Regions from separate parts of the Oryctolagus cuniculus genome. Here region 2 is linked to region 1. A link is a contact called in public Hi-C data. All regions are on one chromosome and are shown on one strand. Each heading gives the region's core, a stretch centred on a gene start, on an enhancer-like site or on the middle of the called end of the contact. The rest is flanking DNA. Distances are from core to core; before and after follow the strand shown. Region 1 has its middle 10 kb from the start of KLF6. Region 2 overlaps LOC103352176 (a long non-coding RNA gene).

Region 1 (2,700 bases), core at 62-2,561:
ATCATCTTGGCTTCCTCCTGGAGATTTCCATTGTGCAACCCTAAGGGCCATTTGCCTATTTCAGTCCCTTCCTCTCTGCTCACCAGAGCCCGTCCTGGGACCTGCAGTGAGGAGCCTGACACACTCTCTCTGAACTGCCTCCAGTGTTCTCCAGAGATTGACAAAACCACAACGCAGCTTTGGGGCACAGGAGGAAAACACTTGCTGCGTTTTATCTTCCTGTCACTCCAGCCAGGGGAATGTATTACAGAGGCATCCGCACAATGACAAACCCCAGTGACTCCCTTTCACTTCCCACTTAGCCGCAGCCCTGCTCTGGCTAAGCAGTGAGAGCCGGACGTGCCTTCCCTCACCTGGCTCGGCCACACACCTGGCTGAGGAGTGTCTGGGAGGAGTGAGTGTGATCGCAGGCAGGAAAGCCTTTCCCATGCCCTTCCTCAACCTGTTCTTCGTTATCACCCAGCCTGTGCTATTAACACAGAAAGTAAAAGATCATAGCACCAGAGGATTTTTACATCTTCTAAAGGCCAATGGGATGCCTTAAGTCTACCATTTGAACATGAAATACACAGCTTTGTGTCTTTTAAGACTGTTCTAGTGGGTAGCTTTTGATGTCAGTCTCAGTCTTACATTACTGCGTGCATCAGCTTGGATTGATGCATCTTGCAGTCCATTTTCAGACTCTATTAGCCCGCTCAGTAGTGACAGGGTAAAATCAATGCGTGTTTCTGTGGGAATGAGCTCCGTTCATATCTTGACGGTAAGGGTGCCCTCTGTTTAAGGTGGCTTCAGCGCGCAATGCTCCCCATCCTACTAGATCTTCATTTGGGCAAACGTGGAGTTCTGTAATTGGGAAGAGACGGTTTAAAGGCATGCCCACATTAGGAGTTTTAGGTCGTTTTCTTTCGTTAACTATGGTAACAACACCACCAGTTTGGAAGGAGTTGTGGTGGGGCACGGTGCAGGGAGCAGATGACATTTTTGCCAGGATTCATGGGTGTGTGTGTTCCGAAGCACATGTCAAGATGACTAATAGTTGGATTGCCCTAACTGTACAGTCTAAATAAAGTCCTGATAATGCATTCTCAGCTACTATAAAGACTTGACCACTTTGTCATGCAAAGGCTATGCCGAACAGCTAAGTTATGTTCAAATAAGGCCGTTAACAGAACTGTCGCACAGGGAATGAGCTGCAAAACTAGATTATTTATAGAAGTCTAAAATATTTCAGTCCGCCTAACAAATTTTTTGAAAACTAACTAAAAGAAAGGAAATGTTCTAGCTCTAATGAGCTGTGTGCTTTCGGACAGCACGCTGAGCCACATGGGCCTCAGTTGGCTTCTTGCTAAAATAGTTTGGGCTAGGTCACACATGTCTAGCATTTTCTATAGCACTACAATTCTGTGGTCTCTGAGTACAGGGTGGACTTCAAATTACACACTCACTATCTTCAGGGTGCTTGGTTTAGATCTAGAAAGCTTTCTCGTGTGCTACAGGAGAAAGTATCATTGAAGAAAATTGTTCTAAAAAATGGAAAAAATATCCTCAGGTTGACCTTCTCCCTTCACAGTTAAGTTATGCGGGCATTTGGTGCTTTATGACACACCATTTGGAAAGTAAAGACAGCAAACATAACACAACTTCTTTGAAAGGTACTCTTGTAGCTGTAAGTGGATCCAAGGTTTTCTGCGTTTCCACAATTCACCAACCTCTTTCCATGTCGAAGTGGCTAGCCCCTCTCTGCTCAAAGAACAATGGAGACAGTTCAAGAGAAGCTTCTCGCTCTTATATTTTAATTGCTGTAGAGAGAGAACAGCTCTTATACATAATTCCCTTCTTATGTTTTAGTATTATGCCCCCTTAAGTTATTTTTTAATAATTCTCCTTTCCAAACTGAATTGTTCCCTGCACAAAGTTTGATGATTACAATGAAGATGTCGATATCTACTAAATGCCTTAATCAGGATTTGGGAGGCGATATGTCTTATGTACATATTGCTTGTAGTAATACGGTATACAGCAACTATAAAACCCATTTTGTGGATGAGGAAAGCTGAGGCTTTCAGTGGCTATATCATTTTCCCTTCACTCAGCTAGGAAGCAGCAGGATCAGTGTCTGGTACAAGCCTCTTGGATGCCAAAGATCACATTTTCCAATCAGCGTCCTACCCTGTTTTTTGTCTTGCCCAACCTCTCATGAGTATCTTCTGTTCAATCTGTAGGACTCATCCTACAATGATGTTTCATTTATGAGATGGAGACTGAGCTTTCTCACAATTCAGAAGCACTAAAGCCATAAACTGTGCTGTAATACTGAGAAAACAAAAGTAACCATTTTGAATTGCTTTCAAGATATGAGACAGATGGCACGTATTTATTTTTAATGTTTAAGAATACACAGAAAGCAATTGGGGATGTGACATACTGCATTAATTGGCAGGAATCACCTAATGTACATAGTTAAGATACAAAGAGAGGAAAATTAGGTCCATGCATCACGCAAATGAGGCAATACAACAAAGTGTATTTAACTAGATTTATTTTATAGCAAGGTCTTTCTGTTTCACTCTAAGTAATCTTAATGAGAATTCTCTGAACAAAGAAGAGAGCAAATCTGGGTCCCACATGGCCTGGTTGAAGCCATTCTGGGTTGAAGAGTCACTGCAGGACTTTCAGTAAAAGACAGATTTAACCAGAATG
Region 2 (2,933 bases), core at 198-2,697, 150 kb after region 1:
TCTAACACGATTTGTTATTCGCTTTCCATCACTGCTCTTTTGTGGGGGCAAGTACAGAGAAAGACTTCCATGGATCTTCTATTGTTGCTTTTTGTCGAAGTCCTAAGGGTGAACACCTCCCCAATTAGTACTCAAATCTGGGACAATAAAACCTTGGACTCTCTTGACTAACAAAGACAACAACAAAAGCTTTTATCTGTCTGATAAATTATTAATCATTGCGATATATCTCCCTTGACATCAGTAAAGCCAGAAAAATCAATTTGTCGTAGTCCGGGGTGTGTTCCTGACCGATTTGCCTTGTCATGTAGGTCAAACTTGGATTTGATGCTCTGATAACCAGAATTGTAGAATGCAGTTGGATTTCTCCTGTGGAACACAGGTTTAATAGGAAGCCCTGGGAAGCAGGGAGTTCTGGGAGACCCTGCAGAGCCAGCCCCTGTACCTCCAGTGGGTGAGGCAGAAGAAATACCTCAGCCGGTGCCGCGGCACACTAGGCTAATCCTCTGCCTTGCGGCGCCAGCACACCGGGTTCTAGTCCCGGTCGGGGCGCCGGATTCTGTCCCGGTTGCCCCTCTTCCAGGCCAGCTCTCTGCTGTGGCCAGGGAGTGCAGTGGAGGATGGCCCAAGTGCTTGGGCCCTGCACCCCATGGGAGACCAGGAGAAGCACCTGGCTCCTGCCATCGGATCAATGTGGTGCACCAGCCGCGGTGGCCATTGGAGGTTGAACCAATGGCAAATAGGAAGACCTTTCTCTCTGTCTCTCTCTCTCACTGTCCACTCTGCCTGTCAAAAAAAAAAAAAAAAAAAAAAAAAAAAAAAAAAAAGAAATACCTCTAGGAAGCACTGAAGATCCACAGCAGCTGTCCCATTGTAGTTGTTCCAGTTGGGAAGGGAAATAGAAAGGAAGGTATCACATGCTTTGCACTTGCACTTCTGGACAGTTTTGCCACAGCAGTTGGTGAAAAATAAGATTTTTCCCCCAAGAGGGAATATCAGAATAGAAATAGTTGACAGAATAGTGTAGACTCCAGATGTTTTTGAGAGGGAGAGGGGAAAGGGGAAGAATGCTTGATCTATTTCTTGGAAAAAAAATAAAAGGCAGCAGGCAAGCACAGTTAAAAATAACCCTGAGCTGGGTTTTAATTTTTGCCTTGCTGCTTGCTGTTTTCTTGGATAGAAACCGGTCCTTGGGGCCAGCATTGTGTTACAGTGGGTTGAAGCACTCCTTGGCATGCAGTGTCCTGTACGGGAGTGCTGATTCAAGTTCCAGCTTCTCTGCTACTGACCCACAGTCTTGATAGTGCACCTGCGAAGTCCGTGGGTGATGCTCAAAGTGCTTGGGCTCCTTCCGTCCATGTAGGAGACCAGGGTGGAATTCCTGCCTCCTAGCACAGCCCTGTGTGTGGTGGGCATTCAGGGAATGAATCAGCAAATAGAAAATCTTGCTCTGTCTCTGTATCTCCCCCTCTCTCCCCCTCTCTAGCCATTTATTCTGCCTTTCAAATAAATAAGTGAATCTTAAAAAGCAAAAGAGAGAAAGACACCAGCGCTTGGAACAAATGGCCAGAGGAACATTAGCTGCTCCCTTTGAACACCAAGCCTTGTAAACAGCCCAGAGGTCAGGGTGTATCTCCAAGGTTGTGAGGGTCTTGCAGAGTGGACGCCACAGTCCCATCTGCATGTGTGCCTCCAAATGGCCCCTCAGCTGCTCCAGATATACAACTGTCTGAAGGTTTACCCCCCTGGATGCCCCCCGGGCGCAAATGGACGGTTGCTGAAGTGAGTCATTTTGTGTTTGCTCTGAGTAGCTCTGGGACATAGCTTCCTCTGAGTTTACCAGGCAGGCAGGGCAGGGAACTGCTGACAGCAAATCTAGGAAAAGACATAGCTTTCCCCGGGGCAGATTAGAGCAGTTGTCAGCACCTGATCTCTGTCTGTTGTCCCAGACGGACTCCACGGAGGACAGAGTTGGTTGTCAGACAGAGACTGGGTTCAGATCTGTGTCACTGCTTAGCAACTGCATCTTTGGGCAATTTACATGATTGTACATGTCTCGGTTTCCTCATCCATGAAACGTGCACTAGATGGATGTAAAGATTGGGTGAAATAATCTGGGACTCCCCACCCAAAGTATATTTCAGTTACTATTTGTTGAGTAACAAGCCACACACCAGTCTTTAGAATTCAGAGGTGTTGAATGGTATTCTGCTCATAGATTCTGTGGGTCAGGAGCTTGAAAAGGCACAAAGTGACAGCAACATCTCTCTGCTCCTCAGTGTCCAGGACTGTGGTCAGTGCTGGTGTCATGTGGGGGCGCCTCCAGTCTCTGTTCAAGAGCTGATGGCTGATGCTGGCTGTTGCCTGGGACCTCAGCTGGGCTTCTGTGGGCTGAATTGTGACCTTGTCTGAATTTTTATGTTGAAGTCCTAACGCCCAGCACCTCACAATGTGATAGGATCTTTCGAGAGGCGATGAAGTCATTGGTTAGCCCTAATGCAATAAAACTGGTATGCTCAGAAACATTCACACCTGCTGGAGGGTGAGAGGAATGACATGGGAAGGCTACCTACAACTCAAAGAGAGAGGTACTGGGAGGAACCAACTTCACAGACAGCTTGATCTCAAACTTCCAGCCTCCAGAATCATAGGAAAATAAGCTCTTGTTCTGTAAGCCAAGAGTCTGTGTGCCTTATTGTGGCAGCTCTAGAAGACAAATGCTGTGGGTCACCTAAAAGAGCCCCTCATATGGTCAAGCCTTCCTCTCAACTCAGCCCCTCGGGTGGCTGGAAGCCTGTGTGATGAGTCAGGGCCACAGCCCCAGGTTTTGGTCACAAGGAGGTGGCACATCACCTTGTATCCTGGCTGAAGAAAACACAGTCACACGTGGTTGTGTGAGCCAGGAGCCCATCCATATGCCAGAGGAAGGAGGT

What was found. A called contact is a pair of places that touch in the nucleus more often than the background predicts.
Region 2: a Hi-C map of an unstated tissue shows a contact between it and region 1, with 1.6 times the contacts expected there. The contact joins two enhancer-like sites. A contact is called at or near these places in 2 of 6 Hi-C or Micro-C datasets (ear pinna and an unstated tissue).

The regions. Positions count from the first base shown.
Region 1 is chr13:92,845,435-92,848,134 of mOryCun1.1, forward strand. No RefSeq gene overlaps it. Among named protein-coding and RNA genes, the nearest start is that of KLF6, 10 kb to the left of the region's middle. Within about 2 kb of position 1,312, at least 4 of the 8 cell types and tissues checked have an H3K27ac peak or open chromatin away from gene starts, as enhancers often do. A contact at or near this core is called in ear pinna, where this site is marked.
Region 2 is chr13:92,993,929-92,996,861 of mOryCun1.1, forward strand. It overlaps LOC103352176 (a long non-coding RNA gene), which reads right to left. Exons shown (of 3, transcript XR_007914030.2): 3 at 841-2,933. Among named protein-coding and RNA genes, the nearest start is that of KLF6, 160 kb to the left of the region's middle. Within about 2 kb of position 1,448, at least 1 of the 8 cell types and tissues checked has an H3K27ac peak or open chromatin away from gene starts, as enhancers often do. A contact at or near this core is called in ear pinna, where this site is marked.